Linked DNA regions of Drosophila melanogaster: region 1 is linked to region 2. Evidence: chromatin contacts called from public targeted proximity ligation data. All regions are on one chromosome and are shown on one strand. The core of a region is the stretch at or near the end of the contact, and the rest is flanking DNA. Distances in the headings are between cores, read along the strand shown.

Region 1 (6,760 bases), core at 1,621-4,120, 370 kb before region 2:
CCTCCAAACAGTTGTCCATCCGGAACTCAGTGTTTAGACAGCCGAAAGGTGTGCCTGGCCAGCATGCAGCGACCTTGTCTGCAATACGTGTGTGGTAAGTTAAGAAGGATTACCATTTTACTTAATTTTTTTTTTTAATTCTAAAAATATTTCATAAAAATAAATTTAAATTATATATATATTTTCTCCATTGCAGTCAATGCCACCGCATCCAACTGTTCAACTTTTCATCAGGGCGAGGTATGCGATTCCCAGGGACGGACTTATCCCAATGCCTGTGCCCTGCTGAAAGCGAATCCTCAGGGTCAAGTTGCCTATTGGTCCGCCTGTCAATCCAGTCGCTTTAATACCTCACCTTCACCAGTCTGTGGCATCAATGGAGTGACTTACAAAAGTAGTTATGCGGCCAGAGCGGAATATGTGCTGGTGGATTATGTGGGTCGATGTCGGGAGGTGGGACTACTGGTAAGCGATATGGGAAGACGCTGTAGGACTGTCAAGTGTCCCGCTCCCGTATCCAAGCATTGTCGCTTGATAGTTCCCCCAGGAGCATGTTGCCCCCTGTGTGCTGGAGGAGCCTTCAGGATAATCTACTCCAGAAAGCAATTCGATCGCGCCATGTACGGACTAAGGGCACAGAGCAGCACTCTTTTGACATTGCAAGGAGTGCTGCAGCAGCTGGATGGACTGGTGCAGGTTAGCGAATGTCAACTGACTGGATTTCTCACCATGGAAGTGGGCATTTTTGTGGCCATAGTACCGTCCAGCAGTATCAAGAGACCGACTCACCTTCAATTGGAGGCCTGCGCCCGGGAGGCGGAGAAGATATCCTCCCTAATCAATGCCCAATCACCCAGAATTACAACCAATCTAGCTCTATCCTGTTTGACAGTATCGCATCTACTAGAACCCACGCCAAATGGAGCTACATCTTATGGTCCCCACGCCATTTGGATACTCCCCTTACTTTTGTTAGTTTCTAGAGTAATCATAGCTTAAGATAGTCCTAGAAGGAGTGTGTATGATCTGACTCAATCAAGTGAATTCTTGGTGCCAATTAACCCGTTATTCTAAGGAGATGGAAAGTGCCTTCAACTGTAAGGAATTGACCCTCTGTACCATGTGATATTAGCTAAATTAATTCTTAAGCTTTAATGTTCTTTTATAGTTATTATTTAATTTATGCCAGGGTCCGTAAATCACCAAAACCCCCTTTTTGTTTTACCTAATTTAAATGTATTTAATAATTCAAATCATTGCTCCATGGTAATATTTAAATTTAAAATAATTATTTAAAATCTGGATCGTAAAAGTACAAAGAGATTGATGGACCAAAACTCGACACTGTGCCCTAACCATGTGGAAACATTCTTAAATTTGGAAAACATTGTAATATAATTATTTTTTGGTCCCTGGCTAGGAGTTCGTTAATGACCAAAGCATTGTCCGCCTAGGAGTATCGCTAGTCTAATAAAAACCCCAGAAAAAAACACAGCAACTTAAGATGAAGCATGGCTTCCTTTATTGAACCACTCCATATAGATCCTGCCGAAGCTTTATTATAATAAATGTACGAAAAGGGTAGAAAGGGGAATCGCTTTAAGAAATCTCCATGGGCACCGCCTGGACGCGTTCGGTGACGAGTAGGTCCTTAATGTTGGTGTGCAGCACGGTTGAGGTTCCGGTCTTGAAGCGGTAGTCCAACTGGCGCTTGCCCTTCTTGTTAGCCAGCTCATAGTTGCGCAGATACTCAACACTGCCCTTGCGGATAACACACAGATCGATGTTGGATCCCGAACCCAGATCGTTAAACACTCCGGAGGCGATGGCATCGCGCACCAGTTTCTTGCCCTCCTCTTCGGACAAGTCAGGTTTCCAGCGACTTTCGAAAACGGTCATGGCGGCCAGGGAACCCGATCCCATGGTGGCGTACGGCAGCTTATCCGAACTTCCATGTGGGTGAATGGAATAGATGTGGGGTCCAGTCTTATCCACTCCACCAAGCACCAGAGCGGCACTGATATGACCCTGGTAGCGGAAAAGCATCTGCTTCAACATCGTATTGGCGGCCACAACGCGCACCTCACGATCTGTCTGCAAGCGATGCAGCTCCAGCTGGGAGGAGATGAGATCCGTAGTCATCTCAGTGTCCGCAGCGGTTCCAGCTCCACAGCAGCTGAAGGTAAATATTTTCGTTAGGTATTGGGAGATACTTGCATGTTAGAAAGTACACATATTTTTAAGTTAGAGCAACATAAGCTACACCCTAAGATCCTCAACTTAAAACACGGGCCCCTTAAAATTGGAGACAAATTGATCTAAGCCGGCGAGGACAAGGAAATAGGCCCACATTTGAAATGCAGGAAAAAATACCGTAATCCCTCTTATAGTATTATTAGGTTCCCTGTGCACTTAAAGGCGCATACCGTCGGTGGACTTACTATATGTTTTTGGCCAGGTAATGGATCTTGGCGCAGTTCTTGTCCGAGACAATGGGTCCCTCGGTGGCTCGCGTATCGGCGCCCAGAATAACACCATCCTTGTAGATGATGCCAACGATTGTGGTTCCCGTCTTGGTGGTGGTCGGTGGCTTGAAGCCTCGATTCAAAAGAGTTGCATTGCTGAAAGCAAATAAAACACCAATTAATAAAAGCCGATGGGGTATTGCTGAACAACTTGGACGATTCTTACCGCTTGCAGTTGTCGAAATTGAAACCAGCGCGGGGCAGATCGCGTGCGTTATCCAAATCCATTATATATATTCTTCAATTCAACTATATTAGCAAGGAAAACTAAGGTTTTAATTCTGCCGAGCGCGATGACAAACAAAATTGTTAAATGCTTGCTAGAGCTGGAAGTACAATCGATATTGTATCGATATATATTCATGGACTCAACTAGAGCGATAGTATTGAAGAAATAAATTATTAATAATTTGACGTTATTAATAATTTGACTTATGTAACTTAAATTATTCAATGTTGTATTATTTTAATATTTTAATGTTGCATTGTATAATTTTAAAACTTTTTAATGTTTGGAAATATTCCCCGCAGTATACATGCAATAAGTGCTTAGGAAGGCCCCTTATCTTTTGTAAGCGAATAGTCATGTTTGAAAAATATCGATATACTGTTTCCACCTGACCATCTTGGCATAGTACCATCACTTTTGTGAACTGCATCCCTGAAGAGTATTTTGGTAATTTACCATGTCTGCGGCCACCAAATTACATAAAACAAGCTGGTGCGCCCTGCGGCAGCTTCAACAATACAGAACTAAGGGTAAGTAACACTAATTAGGAGTCCTTTTATTGACCAAAGATGGAGGAAGTGGTTTACATAATGCCGGCAGTCATTCACGTTCCGCGGAGCTCTTCGGCTAGTGATGGCAGTTCGTTGATGTCTTGGCGGAAAAATCGCTAGAATTTCTATAGATCCCAGTTATTATTTTAGATAGTCAACCATAATTTAAATTCAATTTGTTGAAACTGTACTATAAAATATGTCTTTTAACTTATTAATTATCCCTACAGCCAACTTTAGTGGCAGTTCTGCATCGTTAGCCAAGCGGAATGACCTGTTCAACCAGGAGCAGCGCCGTCAACGGGATGCAGTGGGTCGAATCGATAAGATCGAGGTGCGGTATCTGGGACTTCCCGAGGATGTCACTCTGGTGATGAACGGCAACATCTCAACGCCCTTCAATTGCGCCCAGCATCTGAGTGAGGGGCACTGTAAGCGATCGGCACTGGCCTTGATCGACGGCAGTGTTCCCTGGGATATGCACAGACCCTTGCAGGAATCCTGTACTCTGCAGCTGCTTAACTTCCATGTTTCCGAGCCACATGTGGTCAACAAGTGAGTGCTATACTATTTATAATATGGCATTTATATTAAACTTGCTTATGTTGTTTACTTTTAGAGCATTCTGGCGCACTTGCAGCTTTATGTTGGGAGCCGCCTTGAACCGCGCTTTCAAGCCGGAGGCCAATCTTCAGCTCCACAGCTTTCCTGGACCCAATAGTAAGCAGAATCACTTTTTAGGATTTAAGATTAGGATATTTTTTTTACTAGGTTTCGTCTTTCCCCCTTTTAATTGGATGAAAATTTCATAGATATATATCTTAAAACTAATACTGTCTGGAATATTCTATAAGCGAGACAAATTATAAAATTACTCCTATTACATTTCACAGTCAAATCAGGTAGCTTCGTACACGACATTGTGCTCCAAACCCAGAACTGGGAGCCAGGAAAAGAAGAGATGCGCGCCCTTTCGGCAGAGATGGTTAAACTGGCTGCTCAGGATCTGCGCATCGAGCGTTTGGACGTCCAACAGGATCTGGCCCAGGAGATGTTCAAGGATTCCAAGTATAAGAGCGAACAGTTGCCCAGCATCTCGCAGCAGACCAATGGAAGGGTCACCTTGTATCGCCTGGGTGATCATATCGACATCTCACGCGGTCCAATGGTGGCGTCTACCAGCTTTTTGGGGAAATGCGTCATCTCGGCTGCCCACAAAGTTGCGGAGGAGGGTCCCTCTGGTGCTTTCTATCGCATTCAGGGCGTTGCACTGCCGTCTGGCTTCCAACTGAATCATGTTGCATTTGGTGTATTGGAGGAGCGTTCTAAGAAACCTGTGAGTATATCTCGACGTTTTTCGATAAAGAGCTGTGTCACAAATTTAAAACACATTTTAGAGCCCCGCACGACTGCCCAATGAACCATTTGAGGAACAACAACAACTGCAATTATCTTAAAACGTTCTTTAATATTTAAAACTATACTGTAAGTGTTAAAAAAGTAAATCATTAAAGAGCGTCCTAATTTGTTATAACAAAGAAAATCCGTCTTTAAAAGGATATGAGCAAACAAAATTCTGCTTTTACCATTTTAACTTACAAGCTAATTATCTTATGGAATGAAATTCTGGATAGCTCTTATTATTTATAGATTTAGCATTCGTAAGGCAGAATTTATATAAAAGAACACTTTGGTCTTATTTTACGATTTAATGATTCTATATTCTTTTAATTGCCAATGCTAGGGTTTCTCTTTTTTGCTCACAGTTCTTTTATTTTAATTGTCTCTTTAAAAACATTTATATTTTAATATTAAAGTTTCAATAACACTAAGGAAGGTGCTGTTTAAATCATACATAAAGCTGACCACAGACTAACATTTGGTAACGATTTCATCTCTAACAAGTAAGGCATGCTTAAAGAAGCAAGAGAATCAGAGATTCCACAGAAACATATTCTTAAACTACTATCTACAATAAGAAAACAAAATTAACAAAGCTGTTTGAGACTCAGAGCTATTCTTTAAAAGCTCTTGAACAGGCCCTCTAAATCGTGTTCATTGAGGGCAATAGCCAACATTATCAGTCCACCCAGAAGGATACCAAAAATTTGTATTATTATACCCTTTGGATCTTTGGCCTTTTCCGGATTGTGGGCCACACTCATTGTGGGCACCAGATCGGCAAAAGCAATATACAGGAAGGAACCAGCGGTGGCTGCATAAATCCATTGGGTCATGCCGTCTCCAATTCCAGCAATAAAGAGACCCACCGACATGCCCACAAAGCTAAGAACTGAGCTAACAATGTTCATATAGACGGCTCTTCGCATGGAGACACCTGTTTGCAGCAACAGAGCAAAGTCGCCCAGTTCGTGTGGCAACTCATGGCAGAGAACGGCAAAGGCGGTAGCAAATCCAGTGACCGGATCACTTGCGAAGGCTGCACCTATGGCCAGACCATCGGTCAGATTGTGCAAGCCATCTCCGATGATTACCATGAAGGCTACTGGGGTGAGCGGTCGATCGGGGGTCTTCTCATCCAGCTTGGCCTCCTGCAACATCACATTGAGCTCTCGAGGAGGTGGCAGATCAATAGCATCCTTTGCAGCTGGCTTCTCCATATGTCCATGACTGCGGCCGTGGCTGTGACCATGTCCGTGGCTATGTCCATGACCCGGCTTACCGCCCTTTAGCAGCGGAATCAGGTTCTCCAGCATATACATGAATAGAGCAGCCAGGAAAGTACAACCACATAGCAGAGCCGCCTCATTGCTATGTTTGTGATCAGATTCCAAGGGATTGATACCAGTGACTTCCTCCTCGTGCTTTTCCTCCTTGAAAAGGGCATGGGGGAGCAAGTGCATCAGGGCATCGCCAGCTAAAGTGCCCACAGCGATGGAAACTAGGAACTTGAGAATTTCCTGATAGGCAGCCGACTTCATCAAAGGAACCAGAAGAATGCCCAGCAATCCGCAAGCGGACAGTATAAGCATAGTGATGCTGGCATAGATCCAAGCTAAATCGATATAGGTAAGTTATCTTGTATAACAAAGTGTTAATTATAGATACCTACCGTACCATATCTTCTGGTTCTTATCGTTAAGGTTTACTGATCGTACAGCTGGTTGCTTGCAAACTCCATTATCGATCTGGGCTAATAGAGCTGGACAGAGTTTCATAAAAGCTCGCGGAGTGATCCGCACCGAGTTGATGAATTCGTTGTATTCCTCTTCAGAATTGTGGACGCCATCAGTTGAGCTAACGTCATTCTTAATGAGCAGCTTGCGGTAGGCAATGTTTTTGTGGAGATCGTTGTGGTTCACGATGAGGGAAAGTAAAGACTTCGGTGATAAGCAAGCGGCAACAGGTTCTGAAAATAAAAAGTGTAAAAGTAATGTAATTTTAAGAACCAGAGAAAATATTTCCTGTTTAAGGTAAAAGTCTAAGGAATAAGC
Region 2 (6,948 bases), core at 2,062-4,561:
TAGCTACTTTATATATATATTCAACGAAGACCAACCTTAGTCAATTTGAAGAACTTCCCTACGACAATATGTTGGCCCCAAAAAGTCTACGTTTCATAAACTAGTTCACCTATCGCAAATGGAAGTTTAGCTTTATCAGACGCACAGCCTCACCAGTTAGCTGGCCTACAAAACCACGAAACTCCATCCAGAAGACCCTATAAACACCTATCGCAAAAGTAGTTCCCAGTTAAGCAATTCGAGAAGGCATGGGAAAAGAACAGGTCGGAAACTTTATCTAAATGCTGGCGCTTATCAGGCGGACAAGGCGCGAAGGGTGGGGGTCAGGTGAATGGAAAGGGAATGGAAAGAAGCGAACGAGAAGAGAGGACGCAACACAAGAATTTATGACTCACACGGTGGAAAGAGAAGCTGTGCACTGGGAAAAATTAAATGTAAAGAATAATGGCATTTTAGCTTAGCATAAATTTAAGAAATCTGTTATTAAAATTTGTCCTATTATAAATAATTTTCCATTTAAATATTTAATTGTTTTATTGTTTGAAAAGCACTGAATAACAATCACATGAACATGAATAAAATGTTAATACGTCAACATAAATTGAATTATTTATTGATTGCAATCCTACTGGACCAGAAAAACTTATTAAAATATTATTTACGGATTAGCTTTAATAATTCGAGTGCATTCGTTTTTTGATGGCCAAGGGACGGGGGTTCGAGTTGATCGGGAAGTAAAAGGTTCACATAAAAATGCCGACAGAGAATAAAAATCCTGAACTGCATAATTTAAACGATTTCAATGACACCTTGATTAATATCAAAGACAACACAAAAGGGAACTCGAGAACTGACCACTCTACCTGTTGGCCCCTCATCGCCCCCCTCCCCCACAGACATTTCCATGAAATTATGAACGAAACGCAACGCAACGCGCAATGCATTTGACCAAAAGATAAAAAATAAGGAAAACATATCGGGAGGGAAAAAAAACCAATCAGGCAACGTTGAAAACCAAAAATAAACAAAGGCAGGGCGCAGGTAGAGGACTAAAGGAGGGGCAGGGGTATGGACTGGAACAGGGGTATGGGGTGGGGCAAAAGGGCAGAGGCTGCAACAGTTTACCTGGCAACAAATCAAACAAAGAGAGACAGAGAGAGAGGGAGAGAAACTGAAGGCGACGAAGAGAGGGCAGCGCAACTTATTGCAATTAAGCGTGATTAATTCAGGATTTATACAAATTAAGTAAAACCCACAGGCGATCGAGGTCGAGGCTAGGTCTACCCCTCTCCACCCCTTATACCCCATTAAACTATGTGTAAAAGCGGTGTGACAACATTTTTGCTCTTGCACTAGGTAAAGAGCCTGTAAATGGGTTCCACAGTCCAATATCTTTAAAAGATTCGTAAACTTTGTAAAACATGGCATCTCAAAATAGAAATAATTAAGAAATCCTTAACAGTTTTAAATAACTCTTATAGCATATCCCATAAACATATAAAAGGTAATTCACGCAGTTCACGCCAACGATGCTCTACTGTATGCCCGCGCTCTTCTCATTTTATTTCCTTTTTTTGTTCATCAAAAAGGAATTTCTTGAGATTTTTCGCTGCGGCTGCTCCTGCCTATTGGACTGGTCTTGGAAACTGGAACCCTTTGCCCCCACTGGGTAGGAATGGACCGGGGGCAGAAATGGGGGCTGCGATGAGCAGGCGACGCATGCGCCAAGATCTCTGGGATGGACACGCTCTCCGCGACGGACTCTCTCTTATTTAGAGCCTGTCTTGTGCTGCTGCTTATTCGCATTTCGAGTTGATTTGCCTGGAATTTTATTTCCTTCAGGGGGCGGAGGGAGTGGAGGGAGCTCTGCAGGCGCGTTGAAGGAACAGAATGAATCACGGAATCGTCCAATTTATACACGAGTTCTCTTTGTTCCTTTGCGAATCAAACTTGTTTCTTATCTCCGGCAATTTACTATTGTTATGAAATATACGGATTCTTTTTCGGGTAATACCAATATTAGTTGCTTTGAGTTTTTAATTCCATTGGATAAATAATATGGTCTTTAAGCTTATTAAATAACTTTATTAAAGATTATAGTCCATTTTTCCATACTAACCATACTTTTCCATACTACATATATCAATGTAAGTATACATTTTAAAAGATCTGATTGCCACGATATGGATTTTCTTATCTTTTTTGCATTAAGAATGGCACTACCTCAACCATTTCGCACTTTAAACATCGCTACAAATTAAAATTTGTACTATTTGAATGACACCATATGGGAAGGCAATAAGTTATAATAAGCCTACTAAAGTACCAGAGTTCTTGAAAATATCTTTAAGTTTTTTTTTTAATATCCTTCACTTAAAGCGTATTTCAAAATTAAAAAAAAATTTTTATGATCTGAACATTTCACCCACAAGAAGTAATTATAACTTTGTTTAAAATTTAAATATTTACAATAATAAATATTTCTCGACAGGTATTTATTAAGCCATTGGTATATAATATCGGACATACCGTTACTGGGTTTTTGGGGAATTTCGATGGCATCGATTCCTCTCGCTTGGAAAATGTGTGTCACAGCACTGCAATTCGGACTGAATTGATCGATGATCGAAGACCCTGCTACGCCACCCGCCGGATTGGGGGCGGCAAGGGCGGCCACTTGGGGGGCGGGGCCATTGTCCGCTTGTAAGGTGGGCGGCAAGTGGGTGGTGAGTAGTAATAGTAGAAGAGGACTGCTGAATATCACAAGGCGGGCAGTTGTTGTTGCTGTAGCTTTTCTTCTGCAATGCAGATGTTGTTGTTGTTGCTGCTGATGTAGCATTTTGATAACTCTTTCTTTATTTTAAGGGGAAAGAGAGAGCGAGAGACAGGGCTAATTTCACCGGCGTTTGTTGTCGTTTAGTTTCGATTGGGATTCAAATCGTTTTGACTGTGTTTGTTCTTTTTGCGGTAAATAATTTTGGCAAACGCAGGCACCCACACTGAAATACGCACACTAATACACCGCTTTGTTTGCCGGCATTATTATTATTATGAAACTTATTTTTGTCGTTTGCGTTTATCAGTGCGCATTTTGCGTTCAGAAGCAATTGAAGTGCAACATGGTTGTCGGGTGTTATTAAATCGGGATTATTAACAATTAACAAATAGCGGCACACGCACTGCACATAGACGCACTCGCTCCAACACACACGCACCCGCGACGACGAAAGGCGAATTGAAAGCAAAGCGCGCAACGCAGGAAGAAGCAGCACAGCGCGTGCTCGCGAGTCGGCTATAAAATTTTGACTGAGAAGTCTCTTTGAATTTCGACTGCTTACCGTCGATTCTTTTCAGCCTGCGCTTATCGATTGGTGACCGCGGCTATCGATGTCTATCGCCTTACACCGTTTTTAGGTATGTACAGTGTCACTAGGCTATGAGAATTCCATTCTGGGAAACGTTTGTTAGAAAGTTGTGAAATTTAAAAATAAAATAACGAAAGTTTTACAAGAAATAGATTGGTCCTGTTAATACATACATACATATAAATTATTATACATATACAATTATACATACCATAAATTTTTTTTGTTTGCAAACACACGACTGTATATTTATTAATTGGTTGGTAAGCTAAATGGTTTTTGAATAATTTAATCACAAAAAGTAAAACTTCCATGTCGCGCTTATAGGCGAGATGAATGCCTATTTAATCACATTTAAAATATTTTGTGTACAAAACAAATAGTGTGGACATCTAAATTTATTCGAAATATGTGACATCGATAAAGGAAGGTCCACACTATCGAAAGCCACTATCTAGCCGCATTGTTCATCTCTAAACCAGCTGTTTTGGCGGCAACCAGTTTTGGTCTGAAGCAAAACAATGTTTATTTAAATAAAACGCAATTTAAATAACAGCCCAAGTATGGCGCATGAAAGCGCTGTGCACGAGGCGCTGAAAAAGCATTTTGGCCACTCGAAATTCAAATCGGATCTACAGGAAAAAGCCGTGAAGTGCGCTGTTAAAAGTGAATATTGGCCAAATTCTTACCCAATCTCGCAGATAATACCTCTCGTAATTCTCTTACAGAAAAGCAGGATGTGTATGTGTCGATGCCCACGGGCTCGGGTAAATCCCTGTGCTTCCAATTGCCTGGTTTGATGTCAGAGAATCAAATAACCATTGTTTTTTCTCCGCTTTTGGCTTTGATTAAAGATCAGATAGATCATTTAACCAAACTGAAAGTGCCGGCGGATTCTTTGAACTCCAAGATGAGCACCAAAGAAAGGGATCGTGTTATAATGGACTTAAAGGCCGTGAGAACCAACCTGAAGTTTCTCTACATAACCCCGGAACAGGCCGCCACCAAGTTTTTTCAAGACCTGCTGCAAACCCTCCATAAACACAATAAGCTTGCCTACTTTGCAGTCGACGAGGCGCATTGTGTTAGCCAATGGGGACATGACTTTCGACCGGACTATCTAAAGCTGGGGGAGCTGCGTTCCAAATATTCCGACGTCATCTGGTTGGCTTTGACTGCCACAGCTTCAAGGGAAGTCAAGGAGGATATATATAAGCAGTTGCGCCTCCACCAACCCGTGGCTCAATTTAGCACTCCTAGCTTCAGGAAAAACCTCTTCTATGACATTGTTTACAAGAATTCTATCGAAGATGACTTTCAGCACCTGGCAGATTTCGCCAGACACTGCTTGGGCAATCCGAAGGAGTTTAAGGATACACCCAAGCCACAAAGAGGCTGCGGAATCGTATATTGCCGGACTCGAGACCAAGTGGAGCGCATGGCGATAGGGGTAACTAAACAGGGAATCGGAGCAGTAGCCTATCACGCTGGTCTGAAAACAGGAGAACGTACTGAAGTCCAGGAAGCGTGGATGCGGGGTGATCAGCCCATTATATGTGCAACCAATAGTTTTGGAATGGGTGTGGACAAACCAAGTGTGCGCTTCGTTATCCACTGGGATGTACCCCAAAATGTGGCTGCTTATTATCAAGAATCTGGTCGCGCTGGACGCGATGGCTTGCAGTCATATTGTAGATTATACTACGGACGGGAAGACGTCCGGAGTATACGTTTCCTTCTTCAAAACGATGCCCACAGAGCCAGGGGTCGTGGTGACAAAGAGCTGCTTACGGAGAGAGCTATCAAACAATTTGAGAAGATCACGGAATTCTGCGAGCGAACAACCTGCAGGCATAAACTCTTTTCGGATTTCTTTGGAGATCCAACTCCAGATTGTAGTGGGCAATGCGATGTCTGCAAGCGTCCCAAGAAAGCGGAAAAAGCACTGGAGATTTTTCATCGATTATGTATGGATGATGCCTTTAAGTCGCACATTTCGCTACAGGATTGCGCAGATCTGTATGAGGGTGAGTTTTAAAACTTCGTTATCTTTTTAGCTATTTCTGATCTTAAAGCCATATTTTTATACCCGTTACTCGTAGAGTAAAAGGCTATACTAGATTCGATGAAAAGTATGTAACAGGTAGAAGGAAGCGTTTATGTATGGATATTCTTTACCAGGATTACTATCCGAGTCGATCTGGACATCCGTTTGTCCGTCCATATGAACGTCAAGGTCTAAGGACCTAGCGGGATCTCTGGAATGATTTTTTTTATTTAATTATATGTCAAAAAGTATCTTATAGTCGATTAGGTCGAGTATAGCGCTCTCTCTTGTTTTTATATCCTACTAGGCGGCCGACCAGGTATAAAGCGTGCTGCCCAGGAGTACGCAGGCGGTGAATCTGGCTCAGATGACGATTCTGGTCAGAGTCACTCATCAATGGCCAAGAGAGCCAAAAAGGAATCACAGGATTTCATTAAGCAGCAGTTTAATCTTCGAAAGCAAATTAGTGCAGCTAGGCAGTTGGAACAGGAAACAATTGCTCAAATATCTCGCGTTCGAATGGCAGAAGCCACTGAAAAGAAAATCGCAGGTCTTCAGGCCACTCATCGGGAAAAATATTTGACAGCTTTAATCGACGCACTCAAAGCCAATGTAGACAAGTGCAAAGATGAACCAGGGCAGCAGCCAAAAAGTGTATTAAAATACAATGACTATGAGGCAATGTCAGTAAATATGGAATATGACGTGTTTCGCCAGAATAAGGTGGCCAATATGTACCGCCATGCCTTAGTTAAAGAGGTAAGAATAATTAACTGTCACAAGATATACATGATATTGTTAACTTCTTTTTCTAATAGATATCCACAATCAAGAAACTCACAGAACAGACTAAATTATTGCCTCTTTTGGTGGACTATATTCCGAAGCCTGAAACAAGTTCTAAAGGTGCTTGGACAGGTGGAAGCGTGGCGTACTTTGAGCGGAAACTCAAAGAACTAGAAGAACAAAGGCCACAAAGCCTTAAGGAAGTTCCAAAAGCCCTAAAAGACAGAAAAGGTTTTAAACAGGAAAATAGCAAGCAGACTTCAATTTCCTCTTTTTTTAAAAAAGAAATTAAAGAAGAACCAATAGACTCGCCAATTCAGGAAGAACGTGTAAATATTAAAAGTGAACAGATGGATTTAGAAGAAAGCACACCTAAAGATATTGCTTCCAATCATGTTAAGGAGGAATCCGTGACCCCAGAAAGTTCTTCTTCTGATCGTGAGCTTGAACTCCAGCCCGACAGCATAATTGGAGAAAGGAAATTTAAATTGATGTCAAATGGTGATGGAAGCTATGACACTCACCGCAGGAAAAGAGTTTCGCATGAAACTCAACCCAAAGAGAAGGAGTCAATTAAAACAAAGTCCAGTATGCAGCATCTTTTTGGTTCTTTTAAAAGCGAGTCAGAGGAGTCTAACCAATCTTTGAATGGTTTTAAAACTGCTCGACAAATGCTCGAAGAAAATAATTCAAAACTCGAGGGCGTACCTGAAAAATTACCTATTAAGGATGGTGAAAAGAGAGTTTTAG

Evidence for each region.
Region 1: a targeted proximity ligation map of the Kc167 cell line shows a contact between it and region 2, with 2.5 times the contacts expected there. A contact is called at or near these places in 2 of 107 Hi-C or Micro-C datasets (the Kc167 cell line and eye imaginal disc) and 1 of 7 datasets of targeted methods (the Kc167 cell line).

The regions. Positions count from the first base shown.
Region 1 is chr3L:14,996,061-15,002,820 of dm6, reverse strand. It overlaps Prosbeta2 (Proteasome beta2 subunit), which reads right to left and starts at 2,870. Exons shown (of 3, transcript NM_079352.4): 1 at 2,692-2,870; 2 at 2,442-2,621; 3 at 1,502-2,176. The coding sequence starts at 2,753. The coding sequence ends at 1,600. mRpL39 (mitochondrial ribosomal protein L39) reads left to right here and starts at 3,155. Exons shown (of 5, transcript NM_079351.4): 1 at 3,155-3,284; 2 at 3,536-3,860; 3 at 3,925-4,025; 4 at 4,199-4,641; 5 at 4,703-4,840. The coding sequence starts at 3,212. The coding sequence ends at 4,762. It overlaps Zip71B (Zinc/iron regulated transporter-related protein 71B), which reads right to left. Exons shown (of 4, transcript NM_001316435.1): 3 at 6,379-6,675; 4 at 4,838-6,321. The coding sequence ends at 5,327. It overlaps Reck (Reversion-inducing-cysteine-rich protein with kazal motifs), which reads left to right. Exons shown (of 8, transcript NM_140476.3): 7 at 1-94; 8 at 197-1,583. The coding sequence ends at 999.
Region 2 is chr3L:14,628,964-14,635,911 of dm6, reverse strand. It overlaps dlp (dally-like), which reads right to left and starts at 3,311. Exons shown (of 8, transcript NM_206353.2): 1 at 2,530-3,311. The coding sequence starts at 2,839. RecQ5 (RecQ5 helicase) reads left to right here and starts at 3,835. Exons shown (of 5, transcript NM_168591.3): 1 at 3,835-4,031; 2 at 4,094-5,392; 3 at 5,720-6,171; 4 at 6,231-6,948. The coding sequence starts at 3,929.